4 separate regions of the Mus musculus genome follow, and all the other regions are linked to region 4. A link is a contact called in public promoter capture Hi-C data. All regions are on one chromosome and are shown on one strand. Each heading gives the region's core, a stretch centred on a gene start, on an enhancer-like site or on the middle of the called end of the contact. The rest is flanking DNA. Distances are from core to core; before and after follow the strand shown. Region 1 holds the start of Clcn6 (chloride channel, voltage-sensitive 6). Region 2 holds the start of Tardbp (TAR DNA binding protein). Region 3 holds the start of Ubiad1 (UbiA prenyltransferase domain containing 1). Region 4 holds the start of Park7 (Parkinson disease (autosomal recessive, early onset) 7).

Evidence for each region. Promoter capture Hi-C pulls out the DNA fragments that hold promoters and counts their contacts.
Region 1: a contact with region 4 is called in a promoter capture Hi-C map of pre-B cells, with 2.2 times the contacts expected there. The contact joins the promoter of Clcn6 here to the promoter of Park7 in region 4. A contact is called at or near these places in 2 of 39 promoter capture datasets (erythroid cells and pre-B cells).
Region 2: a promoter capture Hi-C map of pre-B cells shows a contact between it and region 4, with 3 times the contacts expected there. The contact joins the promoter of Tardbp here to the promoter of Park7 in region 4. A contact is called at or near these places in 1 of 39 promoter capture datasets (pre-B cells) and 1 of 9 other capture datasets (liver).
Region 3: a promoter capture Hi-C map of pre-B cells shows a contact between it and region 4, with 4 times the contacts expected there. The contact joins the promoter of Ubiad1 here to the promoter of Park7 in region 4. A contact is called at or near these places in 7 of 39 promoter capture datasets (the C10 cell line, erythroid cells, fetal liver and 3 more), 1 of 484 Hi-C or Micro-C datasets (B cells) and 1 of 9 other capture datasets (liver).

What each region holds. Positions count from the first base shown.
Region 1 is chr4:148,037,449-148,040,766 of GRCm38.p6, forward strand. Clcn6 (chloride channel, voltage-sensitive 6) reads right to left here and starts at 1,365. Exons shown (of 23, transcript NM_011929.3): 1 at 1,233-1,365; 2 at 466-525. The coding sequence starts at 1,319. Mthfr (methylenetetrahydrofolate reductase) reads left to right here and starts at 1,629. Exons shown (of 12, transcript NM_010840.3): 1 at 1,629-1,684. RefSeq lists promoters at 1,079-1,717, 1,528-1,717, 1,970-3,318.
Region 2 is chr4:148,625,112-148,628,605 of GRCm38.p6, forward strand. It overlaps Tardbp (TAR DNA binding protein), which reads right to left and starts at 1,885. Exons shown (of 6, transcript NM_145556.4): 1 at 1,570-1,885; 2 at 14-265. The coding sequence starts at 251.
Region 3 is chr4:148,443,457-148,446,961 of GRCm38.p6, forward strand. It overlaps Ubiad1 (UbiA prenyltransferase domain containing 1), which reads right to left and starts at 1,304. Exons shown (of 2, transcript NM_027873.3): 1 at 472-1,304. The coding sequence starts at 994. It also overlaps the pseudogene Gm23303.
Region 4 is chr4:150,908,152-150,911,560 of GRCm38.p6, forward strand. It overlaps Park7 (Parkinson disease (autosomal recessive, early onset) 7), which reads right to left and starts at 1,770. Exons shown (of 7, transcript NM_020569.3): 1 at 1,632-1,770; 2 at 167-272. The coding sequence starts at 256.

The DNA of each region.
Region 1 (3,318 bases), core at 115-2,614, 2.9 Mb before region 4:
AAATAAGAGGTTGGGATAGGATTGATGGAGCAGCCTTTGTGAGTCTCCAGAAGAGCTCTTCCCATCTCAGCCTCCCAAGTCCAGTGGCAAACTAAAAGGAACCACAACATGTGGCCCCACACTCTTCAAAGTTTCATATCTGAAACTGGAAACTATAATCCAGAATAGGGCAGAAGAGAGAGAGGCAAGGTCTCCTCACAGCTCACGAGAGAGACTGTTTTGAGCACTCACAGGGAAGAGCTTCGACCCTGGGTCCCTGGAAGGTTTAATGGCAAACACGCTCTATATCCAGGCAGAACTGGAATGCATCACCACCAGACTGTGGGACCAGGTTAAGGACTTGCTAGGCAGTCATCTCCCCCATTCCCTGAGGCAGAGGGTCAAAGAGCATCTCTGGTTGGAGGCCTGAAGCACTCAGTCCTCTCACTACACCAGTTACCCAGGACAGCATCTGGAACACCTCACCTCATAGTCTTTCCTTGGAAGAATCTCATCCTCTTCTTCCTGTGTCTCCCCAAGGATGGTCTAGAAAAACAGATTCACAGAATGGAGATCTTTTAATGGGTTAAGGGTACAAGGAGGGTAGTATTATTAAAATCGAAATTAGCTAGAGCCATCTTCAAAGAGGAACAATGTTTCAAAACCATGAGCTCTACATTTCTATTGATCGGCGAATTCTTTAAATCGTAATGCTCACCTTCAGGACACCTGAAAGATGTCTGATGGCAGCTTCGTTGGAGGAGAAAATTCGTGTTTCATTTGACAATAGACTGACTACGGAATCGGGGGGAATGAATCAATTCTGAGAACACAACTCAAGTTTTCCCAGCTTGCTTTGCACGGGGAAGCTGGATCACCAGTGACCCAGAAAGAGTGAAGGGTAGAGAATAAGAACAGGCCAGAGAAACTACACCAACGGCATGGGCGTCACGTCCCGCGCAAGGGCTCATTCTACAATGCTTGCTTCGTTCAAAACTCAAAGAGAATATGGACGGCATTAATTCAAGCTGGCCGAGGCCCTCCCTCGGAGTCCAGAGAGAGGTTATAGAACAGAACTCTGGCTGGGGCACGCGGAGGTAAGCTGGATGCTTCCCGAGCCCAGGCAGCGGTCTCCGGGCCCCACCCGCTGCCACCTGCAGGCGCGGTCCGGCGCGGCCCCACCCCCGGCAACGCCTCTTGTCATCCTGTCATCCCTCCGTAGCCACCCCTTCCCCAGCCAGGCAGCCGCTCACCAGCTCCTCGGGGGTGCGGCTCTCCCGTTCACCGCAGCAGCAACACCACCGGCAGCAGCAGCACACGGACCCCCTGCACCCCGCCATCTTCCTCCTTTGCTGCCGCTCCGGACCACCTAGGCCAACCCCCCTCCCACCCAGGATCCGCGCCTCACGTGACTGGCCCCGGGAGGGTCACGTGGCCCTCTCGAGCTCTGGGTCCGGAGACAGGGAGTGGCTGCAGACGGGTGGGGCGAGGGCTCGCGTCACATGACGCAGTACTTGGCTGGCTTCCCCTGAGACCTCTGGGCGCGGCCATGTTGGGGCGGGACTTCCGGCCGTCGTCTCGTCTCGTAGATGTGGCTTCCGCCTGCCGCTCGTCCTGTTTCCCTTAGCAACCGACAGCTCCGCCCCGCCTTCTTCGCCAGCCCTAGGGAGGTGGCACCCTCGCCGCCACCGATCTGACGCAAGAGGTAACGCAAAAGGCTTGGGACGCTGCGGATAGATTCGCAGAGTCGGGAACACACCACCGCAAGCTAGACCTGTGGGCAGGCGGTTAGGTGCTGGCCGGCCCTTTGCACGTGAAGGCTCCTTAGGGCCTATGAATACTCATGGAGGCTGTCACCCCAGCCCCACTACCTGCAGGAAGGTATCTCAAAGTTAAAGGAATCCTGGATCTGGGGCAGTGATCCAGACCCTGCAGCCTTCTGGGACCCGCATCCCCGCCACGGCCTGTGACCCATTGACCAGGTGACCCGATTACCATCCCTCAGGCCATGGTGGCTGCCTGCCATAGTGTCTGTCTGTCTAGCTCTCTCGCTCGCTCTCTGGGATTTTGTTTGGTTTGGTTTGGTTTTCGCGACAGATTCTCTGTGTAGCCCTAGCTGTTCTGAAACTCTCTGTAGATCAGGCCTCGAACTCCGAGATCCATTGCCTCCTGCGAGCTGAGATTAAATATGTGCGTTGTCATGCCTGGTTGCCATAGTCTCTTAAACCCATCTCCCTGACAGCATCTGGAAAGGAAGAGTGGACCGACCATTAGTTTCAACGCCCAGGTGTCCATAGCATCCTGCAGTTCACATGCATCTATCACAACTCTTCCGGGAGTGGTGGGCTCAGTGTTTGTCAGTCTTATTTAAATGATCAGTAGGTGGCAGCGAGGCATTTTGAGATTGGTGTGGAGGTCTTGGCAGTTTTGAGCCCAGTGAGTACTGCCTGTTTTACTACTCTGCCAGGCACTGGCGATGCCACGCCTGAGACTGGTCTTTCTGGTCCAGTCACAGGCAGGGGACTGGACAGTAGAAGGGTAAACAAATTTGTCGGTTCACAGGCTCATCCTTGTGTGATTTGGGAGCTCAACTAATAATGGATAGGGGGTGGGAACTGTTAGAAATGCTTAAACCGAGCCGGGTGTGATGGCGCACGCCTTTAATCCCAACACTCAGGAGGCAGAGGCAGGCGGATTTCTGAGTTTGAGGCCAGCCTGGTCTACAAAGTGAGTTCCAAGACATCCAGGGCTCTACAGAAAAACCCTGTCTCGAAAAACCAGAAAAAAAAACAAAAATGCTTAAACCTTGGAGCGGTTTGCTGTGCCTGAGTCAGCTCCTCCGGTTTTGTTCCAGCAGTGAAAACGAGGCATTTCCCTTGGGTGGAGGAGGAAGGCCTTTGAAGGCCTTTCTCACTCTCCATGAGAACCTGGCAGTTTTAGGTCAGAACAGAAGTGGGACAGATAGATTGGGAGTAACACTGGCACTAAGTCTGGAGTCCAGGAGGGGAAAGAGCAATGGATTTCTTCCGATTCTTGAAGCTGAGACCCAAAATGGTACACTGACTTAAGAGGTGGAAGTTTCTGGAAAGAAACAAACCTGACCTGGTTTCTCTGTTGCTCCACGTCACCACACAGATAGCCACTACTGTGCTGGCCCACTGCTGTGCAGTGGTAGTGTTTGCTTCTTTTCCAGACTAGACTGCAGTATGGCCCTGTGCCCTGTTGGAAGGGCGTATGTGGTAGACTGTGGTCACTGATCCTTTTGACTTAATTGGCGTGTTTAGGGAGAGCTGCTACCAGGGCAGGCACAGATGGAACAACCTTTGTTCAGAGTTGGAC
Region 2 (3,494 bases), core at 635-3,134, 2.3 Mb before region 4:
ATGATTAACAAACCTTTGGGATAGTTGACAACATATACCAGATTGCCCCAGCCAGCATCTGGGGCATGCAGAATTCCTTCCACCAGTCGGACTCCTCTCATACACTGAGACACGGGATTCCGGTAGCGCAGGCCGCATGCCCCTGGAAACTGGGCTGTAACTGTGGACAGCAACACCGTCCCATCGTCTTCTGATGGTATTTCAATGGGTTCATCGTTCTCATCTTCTGTTACCCGAATATATTCAGACATCTTTGCTTAAATCTCTTAAAGGAAAAAGAAATGAGCAAGAAAATCAGAGGAGTTATCTTTTCATAATTGGCTATTATCACACCACTTTATTCCCACTTCCTGAAAAGATTCCTGCTACCTAAAATGTTTCTTTTGCCATCCCTGAAAAAAAAATAGAGAAAAGGTATTTTCTAAAATAAAAATGTGATTTTGGGGGCTGTTGAGATGGCTCAGTGGGTAAGAGCACCCGACTGCTCTTCAGAAGGTCCAGAGTTCAAATCCCAGCAACCACATGGTGGCTCACAACCATCCGCAACAAGATCTGACTCCCTCTTCTGGAGTGTCTGAAGACAGCTACAGTGTACTTACATATATTAATAAAATAAATCTTTAAAAAAAAATGTGATTTTTGTCGAGCACGATAACCCACGCCTTTAATCTCAGCACTCTTGAGGCAGGCAGATCTTTTTGAGTTCGAGGCTGGCCTAGTCTACTGAGTTCCGGGGCAGCCACAGGGAAAACCGGTGTTCATGTGGCGCTCTGCCCGCCAGTTCTATTTTCTCAGCGCACACTATAAGCTTCCGGTGCTAAAATGGCAACAGTGTTACCATGTGGCCCGTTGGCTACAAAGCCAGACAAAAACAAGGTGTTAAAGAACTAAGTATCTGCCCCGATTTTTTTTCTTGCACTCGTCATTTCTTACCTGGAGCGCACAGATTACAGGCTACCGTATTTCGTAACCATTCTGAATTAAGTTTCTTCTATAGCCTGGACCTGAATCGGGTTTAGCACGTGCTTTAACGTGGAAAAAACCAGCCAAGCATTGGGATCTGAGGAACCCTCCCTGTGCTGGTGGAGCACGAACACCGACATCAGAACAGTTATCTAGCAGTTCTGGTGCTCATCCTCGGAAAGGTCTGGCTAAAGTTAGGCGTCGAGGGAGCAACGACGGCTACTCCGGGAGGTAGGCCGCCGCTTCCCAGAAGGCCGTGCGCGACAGACAACGTTGATGATTTTCCCCCCCTTTCAACTGGGCCCAGGGTGGGGCCCGCGGAGGTCCAAGTCCCATGGTGACAACAGTTATTCTCAAAAGCGACAATCTACAGGGACTAGGACGCCTGGAAACCCGGGGCGGCCACACACTTCCGCCCGTGGCTTCACAGCCAAGCAGAGGCCCGGCGTCCCGCTCCGGCTACTGCCCGCGCTTAGGCCTTAACGACGCGGCTGCGCGAGGCCAACCAGGCCCCGCTCTACCGCTCCCTCCCCGCGGCGCAGGCCGCACCGGGCCTCTCCGAAGCAACACTCGAGGCACGCAGGCCGGCCTTGGCGACCAACCTACCCGCTAGGCCACTGCTAGGAAGCACAAGGAGGAAGCACAGACGGGAAGGAATCCGACAACAGCCGCGCTACCGCTCCGTGCCCACAAAATGGCGCTAGGGCCGCCTCCCGCCCTCGCCCGCCTTCGGCCTCTCCCACTGGCTTCCCTGCAGGAGGGGCGCTCTCCGAGGGAAGCCACAGGCGCTCTCTCCTCCCAGAGGCTCGGATGCTAGCAGGCTCTTCGGCGTATAGAAAAAAGTAAAGAAACGCAACAATGAAAACAGCTGGGTCTGAAAAACTGACAGATGAAGGACAGAACGGCCACTCGGCCTTCCGAGTCCCCCTACGTAACGCGGTAGATGGCTTCGCCTGACCAACGGCCGGCCCTAGTCGAGGAGCTCGCGCGCGCCGAGAATGCGCGAGACTAGCGCAGGCCGGGACTGGGGCGGCAGGGGCGGGGCTAGGAGGGAAAGGGGGCGGAGCCTGCGACTGAACGCGTAAGGGCTTGGGGGGGAATCCCTGGGAACCCTGGGTTCCTAGTCTAAAGGCGACTCTTAAATGTCTTCTGCCTTTGCTCGTTAATTTCCAACGTGGAAACATTAACTTTGATCTGCAAAATGGTCCCTGTTCTAAGTACTATTTTGTATCAAGTACCTTTTAGCACTCTCTGGCTCTAGGGGGAGAAAAACAAACCAGAATCTTGTGAATGGCAGGCAAGTGTCTTCCCATTGACCTTGGGCTTAGCCATCAGATACTGTTTTAGAGACAGGGATCTCAAAGTCACTGTGTAGCCCAGGCTGTCCTTTAACTCATCAAGGCTGCCAAGTGTGGATGCTGCCCTAGCAGTCTACACGATAGTCGTGATACTCTCTCCTCTTTCAATAAGTGAAGAAACTGAGGCACAGAGTTGAGTACCTTGCATGAAGTCACCATGAGAAAGAGGCCCCACTAGGGTCTGAATCCTACAGCAAAAAACTACTTGGATGTTTCAGTATTTCGGTTCCAGTTGACGAGTCCTAGTATAACTTTAAAAAGGCTGAAGGCTAGCTCTACCACCAAGCAGCAGATGTAGACTCTTTACTCAGGGTTGGAATTTCTTGGTGTATCAGATTCAAAGCTTAGGCACAAAGGTTTTACACAGTTGCTTTATTTACTGAAACTGGGTCTTGCTGTACAGAACAGGCTGGCCTTGAGCTTGCTGGGTTCCTCCTGCCTCTGCCTCCCTTCTGGGAGGAATGGGGTAGGATTGCAGATCACCATCAGGCCAAGCCTTCCCACTTTAAGTTTATAAATGAATTCATTTCCTCCTCACAGCTACCTTGTAAGAAGATGGCATTGGAAGAACAGATGTTAATGTCTAGCCCCTAACTTCCATTAGAGCCCAGGCTGGCCAGGAACTCCTGGCCTGTCCTCCTGCCTCAACCATCTGAGTGCTGGGATTATAGGCATGAGTCCTTCCACCCAGCATTATTTACTTTTTGGTTTTGAACTTAACAAACAAACAAACAAAACAGGATTTCTGCGTAGTCTTTGGCTGGCTTAGAACTTACTGTGTAGACCAGGCTGGCCTCAGATTTGCTATGCCTTTCCTGAATCTGCGCCTTCAGTGTTGGGATTACAGGTGTGAGTCACCAAAATGGTTTTTTGTTTGTCTCCTAAGACAAGGTTTCATACAGCAGAGCCTGGGCCTGGCCTCCTGACTGTCCGGGATTACAGACCTGTGCTACCATGCCTGGAAAAGTCAAGAACTTTAACAGTAGTTTAAAAGGATGATTGCATTTTTTTTTTTTGATTTTTTTTTTTTTTTTTTTTTTTTTTTTTGGTTTTTCGAGAAAAGGTTTCTCTGTGTAGCCCTGGCTGTCGTGGAACTCACTTTGTAGACCAGGCTGGCTTCAAACTCAGAAATCCGCCTGTCTCTGCCTCCCGAGTGCTGGGATTAAAGGCGTG
Region 3 (3,505 bases), core at 54-2,553, 2.5 Mb before region 4:
TCATGGCATCTCCCTTGCCAGGTAAGTATGAACATTTATTTATTTCTGTATTTTATGTACATGAATGCTCTGTTTGCACTGTAAGCCTGCATGCCAGAAGAGGGAATCAGATCCCATTACAGATGGCTGTGAGCCACCATGTGGTTGCTGGGAATTGAACTCAGGACCTGTGGAAGAGCAGCCTGTGCTCTTAACCACTAAGCCAACTGTAGGGGGGTCTCCAGCCCACAGTAAGAGATCTTAAAGGCTAAGCCATGTCTCCATCGGGGGAGCAGTGTTCATAATCCACTGCCAAACCAGTATTTTCACAACTTAAGGTTTCAAAGTATCCACGATACACACATTTTGGATTTCCAGTCAAGTGGCCTACTTTAGTAAGGCGTCTTTGACACGTCTACCATTCCTATGGAAGGTAGCAGTTTCCAGTTTAGGCAACTGGGACCTTAGAGCAGGAAACAGGCCAATTCTTACCTCCTGTGTAGAGAAAGGAGCCAGACAGGCCTCCGAAGTAGATGAGAGCCAAGTGTTCCAATTTCAGAGCGGACAGGTAGTAGAGGCAAGCAGCACAGACGCAGCCCAAGGTGTAGAGGAAGACTCCAAATCGAACAACATCCTGGGGCTCCAGAATTCTGTCCACCAAAGTTCTGTCATCACTCTTTTTGTGGTCAATGCCCTTGGAAAAGTCATAGTATGTGTTGACCAAATTGCCGGCCCCGTGTACAGCCAGGACAGCCACTGCACAACCCAACAACAGCCTGGGATCCAGGACACCCTGAGACCTGTAGGCCAAGGCACTGCCCAGGGCCACAGGGGTGAGTGAGGCACTGAAGCTCCAGGGCCTCAGGGCCAACACGTAGGAGGCGCACTTGTGCCTCCAGGATCGTTCGGGAAGCCTGTCCTGCTCGGGCCATTCGTTCTTCTGCGGGTCCCCGACCTTGGCTGTCTCTCCTGCCAGGATATTAATCTTCTCCCCCGGGGCCTGTACCGCAGCCATGGAAGCTACACGTGGCTAAAGTCAATTCTAAAAGTGAGCCACTCAAGGGGACCGCCCCAGGACGGAGACAGGCGGGACAGCCTGGCCTGACCTTTCTCTGGTTCCGCCCCCGGTCAGGGTTTGGGAGGCGGGGAAAACTGAAGACAGCAACCAGGCCATGCACCGCCACGGGGCCAGCGGCGCTGCCCGCCCACCTGTCACCTGAGCGAAGCCTGTCTGGGGTCGCTTCCCCCGTGCCACAACTCAATAACCCGCCTCAGCCCGCAACCCCTATCGGGCGGACGGCGCCGCCATCTTGTGCGTCGGCCTCAGGAGGCCGGCCCGGAAACTCGGACCTGGGGCGGGCAGGGCCCGGTGAAGGCCGGCGAGGGGCGTGGTCGGAGAGGGGTGTGGTCAAAGGCCAGAGCCCAGGTTCAACAAATTAGCTAAAAGCAAGTCACTGGAAAGAAGCAGCTGTTTAGCCCTCCTGGGATTTCAGGGCGTGTCGCTTTGCGTTATACTGGGCAGGTTCACTTACTGAAATAAGAAATAAGACTCATTTGTGGTTACCCCAATACATCCTACGTTGAAAGTATTGTGCGCATTGCTGGGCTGGTGGTGCATCCTTATGGCCCTAGAACTTGGGAGACGACGACAGGAAGAGAATTCAAGGACATCCCTTATTATATAGTGAGTTTGAAGCCAACTCAAGCTTCGTGAGATTATCTTTTTGTTTGGTTTTCGGTTTTCAAGACAAAGTTTCTCAGTGTATGTAGCCCTGGCTGTCCTGGAACTCACGCTGTAGACCAGGCTGGCCACGAACTCAGATTTACCTGCCTCTGCCTCCCAGGAGCTGAGTAAGATTAAAGGTGTGTGCCACCACCACCCTGCAAAAAGGAGATGGAGAAGAGGGAAGGGAAGGAGAAAGGAAAGGAAATGGAAGGGAAGAGAGGAGAGACCGAAAGAAGAAAAGAGAAGTGTTCATAAGCCAAGAGCTTGGAAAAGAAAATGCGGTACTATGTGATGGAACATGTATGTATAGCTGGAAGAAAAAGAAGTAGGAAGCTTTCTGTGTACTAAGATGTAAAGACCTACATGGTTTTTTGCTTTGTTTCTGGAGACAGGGCCAGGACTGATGGCTCAGCGGTTAAGAGCATTAGCTGCCCTTCCAAAGAACAGGGTTTGATTCCTAGCACCCCCAAGAGCTCACAACTGCTTGTATCTCCAGTTCCAGGGGATCTGACCCCCTATTCTGGCCTTTAAAGGCACCAGGCATGCATACATGCAAGAAGATCACACTAGATATACATATATACAGGCAAAACACCTATTCATAAAAAATCCAATAATAAAATGGCAGGGGCCTATATAGCTCAGGCTGGCTAGAAATTGGCAATGTAGCCCATAATGACCTTGAAATTTTGATCCAACCTTGAATCTCCTCCAACTCCCTGAGTGCTGGAATTACAAGCATTCACCCACACTTGGTTTTATGGGGTGCTGGGGATTCCACATGCTAGGCAGATAATCTACTATCTGAGCTACATCCCAACCCTACACCCTGCAGGCTTTTGTGAACATCCTAACGTGGGAACTGCCCCTGAGTCCTGTGAAAGAACAGCTGGTACTCAACGAGAGTTGAAATGTTGGAGGGAGGGGATGCTGCGATGGGGATGTAAAGTGAATTTTAAAAAATAAATGATCAGGAAAAATTAAAAACCACAAAAAACCCACACAGATGTTAGGCCAGGCAAGGTGGCACATGCCTTTTAGTCTAACACTCCAGAGGCAAGAGGATCGGTCAGTTCAAGGCCAGTCTGGTTTACATAGTGAGTTCCAGGACAGTTGAGGGACTGTCCAGTTTACATAGTGAGGCCCTATCTCAAAACACCGGAAACAAAACAAACAGTGAAAAAACAAGTTGAGGCTGGGCAAGGAGGTGAACACTTGGTAATCCCAGCAGTGGAAGAAGGGGCATGGTGGGGGGTGGGAGTCAGAGACAGGTCACAAATAGGAGGCCCTAAGAAATTCCTTTTATGTCTTTTGTCTGGCATTTAGACAAAACCCAGCATTCCTCCAGGAGCTTGAAGACATAGTTCCTAATTGCTAAAAGGGGTCATTCTTATAAATCTGAGGGCTTCCATTAACATATGACTAAGGTGAGAAGTTAGCCTCTAGACTCCCTCAGACCCTACTCAAGAGTCTCCATGGCAGCTCAAGGGCTCCTTTTCCCCCAGGTACACAGTCCCATGTAACCCTGGAGGTCCATTCTTCCCCATCACAGATAGCATCCATCCAGATCATAGAGACCATCCATCGACCCAGCCCGACCCAGCCCGCCCCACCCCCATAGCTTCTCTCTGCTTTCCCGAGACAGCCTTGGCAGTTGGAAATAAACTTTTTCTTTTTTCACCTATGGAGCAGCTATTTTGGTTTCTTTGCTGCACCCGTTTCATTCCCTTGAAAGCCAGTCTCACCTGGAACTCTACATAGCAAGTTTTAGGCCATCCAGGGATGTACAGCAAGGCACTG
Region 4 (3,409 bases), core at 520-3,019:
AAACACAGAGTGGGGAGCCCAGGCTAACACGGAAGACAGCGCACAGCCCCTGACCGCCACATCTGCACCACGGGATGCAGCTCACACACAACATTAAACAAATAAAAGTGACTTGGAGTCCCCTCGTTTTTAAAACAGGGAGAGCTAGCCCATGAGGGGAACTCACCCCGGCTCGCCGCATGACATCCACAGGAATCACTGTCTCCATCTCCTCTGCTCCTTTGGCCAGGATGACCAGAGCTCTTTTGGAAGCCATTTCTATTTCTTAAAGACTTAAAAAAACAGGAAAAAAAAGTGTTCAAAATGTTGCCTCTGTAACAACCATCTGTTCACGCAGAGTAAATAACTTCTGTGTGACAGGTTGGGATCCATGGAAGCAAGCAGCTTAGATTAAAACTGGTTCACATGGCAGAGTTTCAGCACTCTAATCCCGGGATGAAAACAGGGTGGCTGGGGTGGGTAGTCTGTGGCTAAGAGCACTGGATCAAGGTTTAGTTCCCAGCACCCACAGGGCTGCTCCCAATTGTCTGCATCTCCAGGTCCAGGGGATACAGCGCCCTCTTCTGGCCTCTGCACATACATATATGCAAGCAGAATGCTGATACATCAAAATTAAATCCTTGCATGCCTTTAATCCCAGCACTCGGGAGGCAGAGGCAGGTGGAGTTCTGAGTTCGAGGCCAGCCTGGTCTACAAAGTGAGTTCCAGGACAGCCAGGGCTATACAGAGAAATCCTGTCTCGAAAAACAAACAAACAAACAAACAAACACCAACCAACCAAAATCTAAATCCTTTAAAAAAAATAATAAATGTGGGATTGCCAATGTGTGCTAGTATTCTTTGCATTTTCCCTTACTGTGCTTTCTTAGGACCAATCTCTAACGAAGACAGGTCACATAACGGGCCCTGCATATCAGTCACACTGTGGAGAGGCTGGTTTTCTTAAAATACTCTGAAGGAGGGAGGGAGGGAAGGAAAAGAATAAGAGAAATAAGAGAAAGAGAGAAGGGGAGGGGAGGGGGAGCGAGTCGAGCGCACACCTTTAGTCTCAGCGCTTGGGAGGAAGAGACAGAGACAGGAGTATCTATCTGTGAGTTCGAGGCCAGCCTGGTCTACAGCGTGAGTTCCATGATAGCCAGGGTTACAGAGAAACCCTGTCTCAAAAAACCCAAACCAAAACAAAAAAGCAAAGCAAAACAAAAAACCCCAAATCCACAATTTCACTGGTAAAAAACCAACTTGTAAATTTCGAAGGTTTTGTTCTTGTTGTTGATGTTCCAATAAACTGCTAAAATGTCAGGACCGGGTTGGGGGAGTCCAAAGGTGCTAAATCTCTGACCACACTGCTAATGATTAATAAAGATGGACTATCTCTTTAGGAGGTCAGCCCTGCTGCGGCCGGGAACAGCTAGCCGCCACTCGGAGGCACTTTCCGCGTGCTTTCCCTGCACGCTCCCCACGCATCACAACTTTGGTCAAGCCTTCCAGTAACTGCGCTCGCTCCAACCCGGAGGATGCTGTGCAGAGCCTGGCCCGGCATGCACTGCGGCCGCTGCCCCCAGCCCGCCCAGCCGGGACCCTCCGGGGCAGCGGGCGGATCACAGCCCGGCCTCTAGCCCCAGGGCGCTGACCTGCAGCCGCGCCTCCTCCACCCACGCGAAGCCACCGCTAGTCCGCAGGAACCTCGCACCCGACGTGTACCCAGCACGCATGCGCGCCACCCGCACTGAGGCTGCGCACAACCCCTCGCTTCCGCCTCGGCCTGCGTCATGTCCGGCTGAGCCCAGGCCCCGGGGTGGGGGTGGGGGGAGGAGCGAATAGAGGCTACTGCGGCTGCGCAGCGCTTGTACCATCTCGCCCCCAGACAACGGTACCGCCCACCCTGCGGGCGCCTGCGCAATTGCCCCTCTCTGCCTCTTCGACGTTTAAGTTGATAGTGGTTCCGAGTTTGAGGCCTGGCTGGGCTACAGCCTGAACCCCACACTTGTAATCCTAGCACATGCGAATTCACAGGCTGAAGTTCAGTCATTTTTGGAAGCCGTCTTACATTACGGTTTTTGTGGACCGTTTGCCTTTCTTGCCCCTTACTGTGACATCCCCTCTATTTGCCCCTGGCCTGCTAGTCTTCGTTCCACGTCATCCCAGGCCTGTCCCTCCCAGCTAGGCCTGGTCACCCTGTCCCCTGGGTCACAGGACGGTGTCAAGCTTTAAGAGCTCTTGCTGGTTTTGCAAAGGACCCAGGTTCGGTTCCCAGCATCCATTTGGGGAGACTCACCACTGCCTAACTCCGGATCCTGAGGATCTAATGCCATCTTCTGACCTCCACGGGCACTGCACTCATATGCACACAAATAATAAAATGTCCTACTGCACCCTCGGGTTGGAGCAATGCTATCATCTACGATAAGATAAATTATTTAATTATCTCATTTTATTTCAGCTTTTTACACTTCTGGGTTGACAGTTACTGTGTGTGCATCTCAACCTGTGCCAAAGGGTGCACGTGGAAACTCACAGAAGACCACTCGCCTTAGTGTGTTCTTTCTTTACTACAAGGTCTCGGATGGAACTCAAATCCTCCGGTGTGTGGCAAGCACCCTTACCTGTCGAGCCCTCCCACCGGCTCTCTCCTGAGTTTTTAATAGTTATCTTTCAGCTTACAGGAGGGAGACCCACCCTCACCTGGTCCTATCTGTACCCACCTCAGAGAAAGCCAGCTCGTTTGGCAAGTCTCAGTACTTTTTATACAAACCCCCGACAGGATATAAACTTGCTTTCCTTCCTATATGGAGATTGAATACCTCACATACATTGGCTGACCTCCATCATAGGTTCATATTGGAAATCTTATAAACTGGAAATTCTTTTTTTTTTTTTTTTTTTTTTTTTGGTTTTTCGAGACAGGGTTTCTCTGTGTAGCCCTGGCTGTCCTGGAACTCACTTTGTAGACCAGGCTGGCCTCGAACTCAGAAATCCGCCTGCCTCTGCCTCCCGAATGCTGGGATTAAAGGCGTGTGCCACCACGCCCAGCTTCAAACTGGAAATTCTTACAGTAGGAGTAGTTTAATTCTTAAAAATTGCTAAGTCATGTATATATACAATAAAACTTGGGCAACTGCTTTAGGAGTTGTGGAATGGACTGGTTCTTCACTATGTGCAAAGGGAAAAGACAGAGCCAGCCCCTTCAGCTTTGAAGGTACGGAAAGCTGGAGTGACAGAAAGAAGACCAGGACAGCTTGTCAGATGTGAGCTTCAAGATCCACAGAGGGTGTTGGGCTTGGTGGCTCATGCCTGCAACCCCAAGTACTTAAGTAAGGAGTGAAACCTGCCTCCAGGGGAACACAGGCCCTTGTCTCTTCCCTTAGGGCTTAATTCAGTGGTGCAGTCCAGGACCCCACTAGGACACTCC